Regions from separate parts of the Capra hircus genome. Here region 2 is linked to region 1. The links are chromatin contacts, called in public Hi-C maps. All regions are on one chromosome and are shown on one strand. The core of a region is the stretch at or near the end of the contact, and the rest is flanking DNA. Distances in the headings are between cores, read along the strand shown. Region 1 holds the start of FBXL13 (F-box/LRR-repeat protein 13). Region 2 overlaps GSAP (gamma-secretase-activating protein).

What was found. Hi-C and Micro-C count contacts between places; a contact is called where the count stands out from the background.
Region 2: a Hi-C map of blood shows a contact between it and region 1, with 4 times the contacts expected there. The contact joins the enhancer-like site here to the promoter of FBXL13 in region 1. A contact is called at or near these places in 2 of 5 Hi-C or Micro-C datasets (both in blood).

The regions. Positions count from the first base shown.
Region 1 is chr4:75,959,526-75,965,154 of ARS1.2, forward strand. FBXL13 (F-box/LRR-repeat protein 13) reads left to right here and starts at 3,366. Exons shown (of 19, transcript XM_013963219.2): 1 at 3,366-3,452. The coding sequence starts at 3,366.
Region 2 is chr4:76,404,225-76,409,853 of ARS1.2, forward strand. It overlaps GSAP (gamma-secretase-activating protein), which reads right to left. Exons shown (of 31, transcript XM_018047267.1): 20 at 4,344-4,472; 21 at 3,161-3,219; 22 at 2,444-2,475; 23 at 651-712. Among named protein-coding and RNA genes, the nearest start is that of GSAP, 68 kb to the right of the region's middle. Within about 2 kb of position 2,272, at least 3 of the 5 cell types and tissues checked have an H3K27ac peak or open chromatin away from gene starts, as enhancers often do.

The DNA of each region.
Region 1 (5,629 bases), core at 2,116-4,615:
GGCAAAGAGAAATGTCTAAGGATTCCAGGTGGTTTCTGTGAGATGGGTGCTGCAAATCCTTTTCCTCTGTCTCAAATGGAGAGATATTCAATATATGTCTCACCAATACTTTAATAAGAAGTTTCTTCTTTGGGGAGGAACTCATAGAAGAAAATAAGATGGCAGCAGCTTTCTGACGTTCCATATATGTGCCTTAAGGACTATCTTAGATATAATCCAATAAGTCATTTGTTTATCAAGTATATGAACTGTGCTACAGTTTTTCAAATATAACCCTGAAAATGTTGTGAATGATAAAATTTGAGAGTTTTTAAAAGAATTTTTGGATTCACAGTAAATTTTGATTTTGATGTTGGATTTTCTCAGTCATTTTCATGGCTGACTTTAAAAAGAAGTTCTTTATAGCCAAGACATGGAAGGAGCCCAAATGTCCACCAACAGATAAATGGATAAAGAAGATGCAGTATATACAACCAATGGAAAGCTGCTGCTGCTGCTAAGTCGCTTCAGTCGTGTCCAACTCTGTGTGACCCCACAGACAACAGCCCACCAGGCTCCCCCATCCCTGGGATTCTCCAGGCAAGAACACTGGGGTGGGTTGCCATTGCCTTCTCCGAATGAAGTGAAGTTGCTCAGTCGTGTCTGACTCTTTGCGACCCCATGGACTCTAGACTACCAGGCTCCTCGGCATGGGATTTTCCAGGCAAGAATACTGGAGTGGGTTGCCCATTTCCTTTTCCAGGGGATCTTTCTGACCCAGGGATTGAACCTGGGTCTCCCACATTGTAGGCAGACGCTTTACTGTCTGAGCTACCAGGAAAGCCCAAGTGGAAAGTTACTTGGTCATAAAAAAGAATGAAATAATGCCATTTGCAGCAACATGGATGGATCTGGATATTATCATACTAAGTGAAGTAAACCAGAAAGAGAAATACAAATGCCAAATGATATCACTTATATGAAATCTAAAATATGATACAAATGAACTTATTTACAAAATAGAAACAGACTCACAGTCATAGAAAACAGTTACCAGAGGAAAAAGGAAAAGTTCAGTTCAGTTCAGTTCAGTCACTCAGTCGTGTCCGACTCTTTGCGACCCCATGAACTGCAGCATGCCAGGCCTCCCTGTTCATCACCATCTCCCGGAGCTCACTCAGACTCACGTCCATCAAGTCCGTGATGCCATCCAGCTATCTCATCCTCTGTCGTCCCCTTCTCCTCCTGCCCCCAATCCCTCCCAGCATCAGAGTCTTTTCCAATGAGTCAACTCTTCGCATGAAGTGGCCAAAGTCTTAGAGTTTCAGCTTTAACATCATTCCTTCCAAAGAAATCCCAGGGTTGATCTCCTTCAGAATGGACTGGTTGGATCTCCTTGCAGTCCAAGGGACTCTCAAGAGTCTTCTCCAACACCACAGTTCAAACGCATCAATTCTTCTGTGCTCAGCCTTCTTCACAGTCCAACTCTCACATCCATACATGACCACTGGAAAAACCATAGCCTTGACTAGACAGACCTTAGTCGGCAAAGTAATGTCTCTGCTTTTGAATATACTATCTAGGTTGGTTATAACTTTTCTTCCAAGGAGTAAGCATCTTACAATTTCATGGCTGCAGTCACCATCTGCAGTGATTTTGGAGCCCCCCAAAAATAAAGTCTGACACTGTTTCTACTGTTTCCCCATCTATTTCCCATGAAGTGATGGGACTGGATGCCATGATCTTCGTTTTCTGAATGTTGAGCTTTAAGCCAACTTTCTCACTCTCCTCTTTCACTTTCATGAAGAGGAGAGAGACAAATTAGGAGTTTGGGAATATCAGATACAAACTACTATATATAATATAGATAAAGAACAAGGTCCTAATGTATAGCACATGGGATTATATTCAATATCCTATAATAAACCGTAATGAAAAATTATACATATATATGGACATATGCATGTGTGATTGCTAAGTCACTTCAGTCATGTCTAACTCTGTGCGACTCTATAGACTGTAGACTGTCAGGCTCTTCTGTCCATGGGATTCTCCAGATGAAAATACTGGAGTGGGTTTCCATGCCCTCCGCCAGTAGACCTTCCCCACCCAGGAACTGAGCTCATGATGTCTCCTGCATCTGCTGCATTGCAGGTGGTTTCTTTACCACTGAGCCACTGGGAAGCCCATATGTGTGTGTGTGTGTGTCTGCCTGCAACATGGGAGACCTGGGTTCAGTCTCTGGGTTGGGAAGATCCCTTGGAGGAGGGCATGGCAACCCACTCCAGTATTCTTGCCCGGAGAATCCCCATGGACAGAGAAGCCTGGTGGGCTACAGTCCATGAGGTCGCAAAGAGTCCGACACGACTGAGCAACTAAGCACAGCACAGCATATGTATGTGTGTGTGTATAAATATATATATATATAGCATTTTGCTGTACACCATAAACTAATATAACATTGTAAATCAACTATACATCAATAAAAAAGGGTTCCTCATATTTAAAATTGGTAGAAACCATTGATCTATGGTAATCACAACTATGTCTTCAATTGGACAGTAAAGCACTTCTCAAGTACTGGAAAATTCTGTGCAATGACTCTGTTGCCGTTTACAATGGATTTTTTTAAAGAGTAAAGGTAAACTGCATTTTGTTCTGGTCACTTGGTAGCACTGAATAAATATAGAGGGCATATCTGTAAGGCACATTTACTGAAAAAACTGTCACGTTATTTGACTTTGTAATTGACTGAACAGAAAGTCTATCTGTTGCTTAGGAAGAACTTGCAGATCCGGACACACTGATTCTACTTTATTTCCCCAGGCTCTGTTATGTGGTCTACTGGTTACATGTCCTGAGGATCCTCTGAGGTATTTAGAGGAAATGATCATTGGAATAATGGAAAATGGTCTTGAAACTCTACTCTGGTGAGTAGTATTTTGATTAATGGTAGGGAGATATTTTAATTTGAAGATAAAACACTCATTGTATAGTATCCAAAAAGGTCTTACTAATGAATGTTTCCAATCTTAAGATTATTAAAGAATCTTTGCAGGGGATTTTAAATCCCCTAAACTTCAATAGTAACAATTTCTCCACTGGTTCCTAACTCAGAAACATACTTCACTGTTATCAAGAACATGTGCAGTTTATTTCAACTTGAGGATGAGGACAGAGGCATGCCTTCTTGGGGAGCTCAGCAGAATTGTGAGGGGGAGTAATTTGAAAAAGTTTTCCAGGAGATTCTGACATGTTAAGCCCAAGGGGAAGTGTTTTTCCTTCCCTTCCCCTCCACCATTTAAAATCACAGATTTAATTATGGAACTAACAACTATGAAATGAAATGATTTTTTTACTACATCTTTTGATTTTTTCCAAGGGATATGTGCATTGATCCATTAATGAAACCAAAAATTCGGAGACTGTCTGAAACTTACCTGGAACAACTTTTTGGACTGGATGATCAGCTGGTAAGTATTATTAACCAAACATTCTACGCTATAAGTCTTAAGTTTGGATGGAAACCCTCAAATAGATTTTAGATTTCATGAGAGGCATGAGGTCAAATTGTTTTTGAAACTGAGGACACTCAGGAAAGTGAAGGAACATTTCATACATATATACAAAGCAACACTCATAGTAACCTCCCCAGACTTCCAAGAAGCATTTGGATAGGCAGTTATTATTCATCTTTCTGATAAAATCTTCCCATTAAATTTCCCCCTTTTTCCTTCTGCCCGTCTCTTGCATCTTTACAATGGTTTTTAAAAGAATAGCGTTATAGAAAGCTTTAAAGGAGGATAGTTTCTTTCCATTCTAATCTACTTCCTCTGTATTCCATTCTCCTCCATTTTCTTTGCTGTCTGTCCAGGAATTATGCTCCAAAGATATGGCTGAAACATTAATAAGAACCTAACTTAAAAGCCAGACCAACTTAATGAGAGGAACAACCAGCTCCAACAGTTGGTTTTGATCCTGTAAAGAGGGCAAGGAAGTACTGCAGGATATGGAGACTTTTAGAACAAAGATTGTGTAACTGAGAGAAGCTAAAATGACAAAAGGCATGTAGAGAGAGAAACAGCAACACGAACTAGGTGTGTGATATCTCTAGATCCCTCACCAGTGTCTCGGTGAGGGTAGACAGGGCTAGCTGCTGGTGAAGCCAGGCATTGAAAAGCGGAATCAAAGTCATGGTCACAGTGAGTGCTGAGAGCCGGGAAAGAACTGAAGAGTCATTTAGAAGGATGGGTGGAGGGGCCTCCCTGTTGGCTCAGTGGTAGAGAATCCACCCACCAACACAAGAGACTCAAGTTTGATCCCTGATCCAGGAAGATCCCACATGCCTCACAGTGACTCAGCCCACTGGCCACAACTACTGAGCCTGTGCTCTAGAGCTGGGGAACCACAACTATTGAGCCCACAGGCTGCAACTGTTGAAGCTCAGTGCCCTCGAGCCTGTGCCCCGCAACAAAAGAAACCACTGCAGTAAGAAGCCTGTGCAATGCAGAGTAGCCCCTGCTCGCTGCAACTAGAGGAAAGCCCGACCACAACAAAGACCCAGCACAGCCAGAAATAAAGTGTTAGTTGCTCAGTCGTGTCCGACTCTTTGCATCATGGACTGTAGCCTGCGAAGCTCCTCTGTCCATGGAATTCTCCAGGCAAGAATACTGGAGTGGGTTGCCATTCCCTTCTCTAGAGGATCTTCCCCACCCAGGGATCGAACCCGTGTCTCTTGCATCTCCTACACTGCAGGTGTATTCTTTACCACTGAGCCACCAGTGCAAACAAATAAATTTAAAAACCTGTTTTTTAAAAAAGAAGAAGAAGAGTAACATTGGATCTTAACCAGTGTCTGCAACAGAGAGATAGAAATAGAGGGATGGGATATTTCTGTCAAGCCTGGGATGATTCTGAGGCACCAGTACACTGGGAAGAACCACTTGTTTGATCATAGATGATCTGCATCATGATATGTGAGTCTCAATGACTTTATCAAGCACAGAATTTTGATCCACTACAGAGCACAGACATCTGCAAAGTGTGTTCTTGGAGGTGTTTTGGGGCAACCTCAGGAGCTGGAGAGGGAAGATCCAGGGGATGACATTCTTGGTCCTCTCCTCCTCAGCCCTTATCCTCTAGAACAGTCCTGCATTGAGAATAACGTCACATGAAAAAAGCTTGAAAAACCACTGCTCTAAGATACTAAAATTATTACAAACCACTGATCTAGAAGGGTAAACATTGTCAATATTTTGAAACTGACCTCATAAAACACAATCAGATTGTGTCCAATGTCTAGCTAGAAGCCTAAAGAGAATCTTTAAAAGTTTGCACAGAATTCTAAGAGATACTGTAGCTACTTCAAATCTTAAGTTTCACTTGAAAAGAAATTCTCAGAGATATTTCATGACATTAAAAGTACAAAATATTGGCACAGATCCAGATTTAGAATGGGATATGAAAATTCACCAAGGCATAGAAAGAATGCCCACTTCATAAGTCAGAAAAAATAGAAACTAGGTATAACTTTGCAAACTGTAAATCTGTGTTGTTCAGTTGCTAAGTCGTGTCTGACTCTTTGCAACCCCATGGACTGTAGCATACCAGGCTCCCTTGTACTTCACTATCTCCTGGAGTTTGCTCAGAT
Region 2 (5,629 bases), core at 1,022-3,521, 440 kb after region 1:
GTTTAACTAGAATTTTTAAGTGTATGGCTATGTATTTACACATATTTTTCTCATATTTTTAAACTAGCCTTACCTAAGGTAATAGATTATCCCATTCCTAAGCCTGCACAGCATTACTAATATTTTATTAAATTTTTTAAAAACTAGTTTTTCAGTTAAAGATGTTTTTCAGATTTAGATGTTTAACTAGTTTTTTTTTTTTTTAAGATTTTGGATTTACTTGCCAATTCTGCTCTTCAATTAATTTATTTTGATTTACATCTTTGGTCTTCCTAGCAGTAAGACTTCTTAAGAAAGAATACTTTATTCTTTTGTATTTTACAAATACAAATACAAAGGCCACAGAGATGCTGGTCTTTCCTGTTTTAAATACTCTCAGTGTTATACATTTCTTTATGATGCTTTATAATTATACATTTATTGGGGTGACTGATTAATCTGTGTTTCTCTCACAAGACTACAAATACCAAGAGGGCAGAAATTATATATGTGTTCCTTACTAGTGAACACACAGGGCCTACAGTGGGTGGATGGCAACAACCATGTGTTGACAGAATGGATGAAAAATAAGATCAGAATGAGAAATACAATCTAGCCCTCTCCCCCTTCCTTGGAGCTCACTGTTTGCCAGCACCAAACGTCCCACTTACCAGCCCGATAAGCAGCTGCTGGTGGTTGTCTTCCTCCTGGAAGAGGGGTGTTAATCTTGGCTCTGAAATTAAACAGAGTGATAGTCAAGCAGGGTGGTTTTTAGGAAATGACCAGAAGGAAGAGGCCTCAGTCTGGGCTTCCCTTCTCTGAGTCATTGGGAAAATATAACACTTTCCTGACAGGATGAAAACTTTTCTTTCAGTGTGACCCTGTCCTACACGCTGCAACTTATCACTCAGGTATGCAGGGAGCACTGTGAACCAGAGAGAGGCACAGACTGAAAGAGAGAGAGAACACAAGGAACACATTCCCAACACCAATGCCCTCTGGCTTAAATTTCTCTTCAATGTGGAGACATGTCACTGAGATCCTCTGCTTCACAGGAGACTAAACAACTCAGGTCCTCTCTTAAACCTAAGGAGTGGCAAACCCAGGAACAGGGACTGAGTGGAAGGATCACGTGCCTCCCTTCTTTCTGACTCCAACTTGTAGTTTATAGAATTACTGAGGTGAGGGGACCAGTCACCGCAGTCAATTACTGTGGCAAATAGTAACTGGCACAAGTTATTGGACTGAAAATGTAGTTAGACTGAGATGGAAAAGTGGCATGTAAAGATAAACCAAATGGCACTTTCTCCACCATGATTTGCACTGTACCAGCAAGACTGAAGGGGCAGGCAAACGCTGTCTCTAGGAAGACCTCCTAGAGCACCTTCATGCCCCATCTTCCTCTGCCAAAACCTGAGTCACAGTGCTGGTCAAGAGGTAGAACTGCCCTGGTTAGGGAGCTGAGGACTCCTTTCAGGAGGGCACAGATGCTTCTTGACTCCTTGGGATAAATCCTAACTGGATCCTACACAACCTTCATGATGAAAAATTCAAAACTAGAGCCCAGCAGTTTTCATGGTTATTCCGCATTTCATAAAGAATGTTCTCTTCTGACAGTGACTTTCTTCCTAGGAAACTAGCACAAACAAAAAATATGAGAGGAAGTTCCCTAAAGTGCATCAAGACAGAATGACTAGTAATAACTGCAAACGGCCCTGAAGTACAGGAGCAGAAGGAGCTCTAACCAGACTTGGGAGCAGAAGATACAGAAACCTCAGCCAGACCAGTCACACGTCCCATACTACAAATCCCCGAGTGATGCAAGAAGGGGAGCCTGCAAGCATGTGCACACCCCTGGCTGACTGCTCCTGCCCGGGGCTGGTGGCAGAGCCCTGGCTTCAGGCCGGGACGACCCAGGGCTGCTCAGTGACTTCACTGCTCACATGGGCTGTGTACACAGCTGCAGGATGTGCAGCAAAGCACTGTATAAAATAATTTCCATTAGGGTCACCCAGCATATAACTAAAACATCCAAGCCCATAAAACAACATAAAAATTACAGCTTAGGGAAAAAAAAAGGGCAAGGCTGACCTTTAAGAGGTGTGAAAGAGTCCTACAGATAGATAGCTGGAGAGAGAATAGCTCTAGGCCAAGGGAAGTACACCCTGCAAGTACAGCCAGCGAGCATGTTAATTAGATCAGTTCTACAGGGAAACAGGAGGAAAACCTACAGTCAGGGAGTCCTACAGCAAAAGCACATTCAGCAGCTGTTCCCAAAGGACCTGGTGCCAAGAGAGACATGGAAGGAACTGGGAGTCGCTCTGACAGGAAGATAGTAAAGGGTATTGCCTTCACTGAGCTAGTGGAAGTGATTTCCCGGCCAACCCACAGTGGGAGGAGGAATGGTGTTACAAACAAACAACTGACTGAAATCCAGAAGGCTTTATTACAGGTCTTTTCTTACCCAAATTCTTTGCTTCTAGGTTAGAAATCACCCTACAAGAAAAATTAGCCAATGTTATTCACACAGGAAACATTAATAAAAAAAATAAAAAATAAAAACCCACAATACCATACAAAGATATTATCGTTTAAAAACCCATAAAACCACTGCAGAAACTGTTCTCAGGCTGCTGAAAACCTCAAAAACTTTAATCAACTTGGCAAAAGCCACATTAAGCAATTATAAAATCTCAAAACTCTTTAGTGCAAACAATGACGGTAATTTAGAACAATTGCAGCTCTCAGTTATTGGAAATAATGGGAACAGAAAATAGAACAGGGGTTGGAATGGGGCCTCGGCTTGTAGCACTCTGAGATGACTCATCTGCTCAGAAAACACGCTTTCAAAATAAGAGCAGGTTCACCAGCCGACTAACTCTTATTTAAAATCAACCCACTGCTTGTAGCCCTCTAAAGCGCTCTATTAATAAGCGCTTTCATTACTACTTATTCCTTGAGTCATCCATCCCCAGGATGCAAATCTAAAAGGTTTAACATACAAACTATTCCCACAAGAAACTCTAGCTCCAATCTGCAAAGCAGGGCTCGGTGGCTGCTGACAGCATCATCTCATTGAGAATACAACAAAAGTAATAAGCTACTTCCCTGAAAGGCAGCCAGCAAAGTAATTACAAAAGATAGCCATCTTATAGCTATAATAGTCCTTCATTTTACTTACTTTATTGCATTATCAAGAATATTTCTCACATACACCGTAGACCTTCTTTTTCCTGTTTTCTAGGAGTGAAAATACATCAGAGGTATGGAAGGTGAAGGTTTTGTGGGTGACATTTTTCACACTAAGGTCATAATACAATATAGTTAAGAGTTCAGAAAAAAGGAGACTTTCTTTCAAGGTAATCACAACACCTAGATTCTTAAAAAATTGGCTTAAAAAACTTTTATTCTGAACCTATTACAAGTTTTCGGGGACCTGCAAGTCCAACTATATTTTATATATCAATACAATAACACTACGACTCTAGCCAACAATGCTGCAGAGAAGAGCTCACACACTCTTCACCCAGCCTCTCCCAGTGTTCATCTCTTACATAAACAACAGCAGTGCAATACCCAAACCAGTGAGCATACAGTTCTGCCATCTCATCACATGGATAGATTCACATACGACAATGTACAGCCATAATCCAGATACAGAACTGCTCCATCACCCCCAAGATCTCCCTTGTGCTACCCGTTTATAGGAGTCATATTCACTCTTTTGCTTTCAACCATTCCTAACCCGTCTGTCTGTGCTCAGTTGATCACGTGTGTCCGACTCTTTGTCACTCTATGGATTGTAGCCAGCCAAGCTCCTCTGTCTATGAGATTTCCCAGGCAAGAATACTGGAATGGGTTGCCATTTCCTCCTCCAGGGGATCTTTCCCATCAAGGGATCAAACCCACGTCTCCTGCACTGGCAAGTGGATTCTTTACCACTAAACCATCAGGGAAGCCCTCCCTAACTCCTGCTGCTTCTGCTGCTGCTAAGGCGCTTCAGTCGTGTCCGACTCTGTGCGACCCCTAACTCCTAGCAACCGCAAATTTGGGAACCTATAGATTTTTTAAAATTACTTTTTAACTATGTAAGTAATGCAAGAACACATCTGAGACTCGAATGTGAATCCCGCTTCTACTATGAATGTGTTGTGTGTGTCCCTAACCTCTTTGCACTTTAATTTCCTCTTGAAGAGAAAGAGATCACTGAAAACCTTGGTCTGCCTACTGGGGATCAGCAGCACTAAGGAACAGTGCCTGGTAACAGTGGTGAGTGCTGGACCGAAGCCAGCTTTATGACATAAGGGCCTCACCTAACCTACTCTGCTGGGCTTCTTGCTCTCCTTTCAGGAACCCACACATACCTCTTCTGAGATCAGGCTGTGCCACTCTCTCCTGACCACGCTGTTGTTATAGTGTAAGTGTGGCTTGGAGTACTTCACATATTCCAGGTTGGAGTTCAGTTTTTCCCAGTAGCCCTTAAAGCTATGCACCTGTAAGAGACAAAAACATCAGTGGGCTCGAGAAGCAGGTCCTGTGGCCTGAACTACATAGCACGGCCCATGCAGGCCTTCCTACAAAGCTCTCACGAGGCAGCATTTCTGACCATATACTTCCCACAAGGGATGGCAGTCTTGTCCCGACAGGAATTCTAAAACAGACTCAAAGAGGCTTGCCTCCCTCCCTTTCTTTTCAAGCCCCTTTTACACACAGAGAGAGCTGCTCACTTCCCTAAGCCAGTGTGACTCCCCCTGGGTGAAGGCTAAGCAGGGAAGCCTGCTTTGAACACATCAAGTCATTTCCTCCCCAGAGACCCATTCTGACTCAGGTTATATCAACAATGCCCTGTTCAGTGACAGAATGATCACAAGATTTGGATCACATGGAAGTATAGGTTTACTTTCCAGTTAAGTTTATTTACTTCCAAAGGGTCTTTTTCAAAACTCAAGAATCAGAATGGTGAAGTGAACTCCTTTCACACTCAGCTGTCAATTACTTCAAAATGGAATTAGCTGGCAACCATCTCCCTCTAGGTTTTTGACATATTGATATCACTGTACTAGCCCGAAGCAAAAAATATTCATTATGTTCATTTTAAAATAAAATGCTATAGTAATATATTTTTAATGTTAAAGGATATCCTGACAAAAAATTGTTTTTGCAAATTAATGAAGACAGATTCATGATACCTATTATCTTGCCAAAATATACGCATTTATAAAAGATTTGACTGGGATCAAGGGTGCCATGCGTGGCCAGGAAACAAAGTGACCTTAATGCCTACAGCGGGAACAGACTTGGCTGTATTACAAGGGAAAAAAAAAGAGAACTTTAAAAAAATGCCCCATCAAGAAAAATGCCCTTTGTTAAGTAATAGCACATCACCCAAATTCTTATTGAAAGCACAGTCACAAGTGGCTTAAAATGGATACCGGTATCAGGAAAGTGCGTTACATAACAAAACGAACTTGCTATTTTAGAAGCTTGAAAGGCCTGTCCAGCCAACACCCATTTTCACAGAGACAGGAAGAGCTATGTCCAAGAAATTGTTATTTCCAGAGGAAATCAGAAACCAGGAGTCAGGTCCCACTCTACACCTGACCTACCTCTCTTATCTTTTCTTTCCCTGTCCATACGTTGATAGTGGATA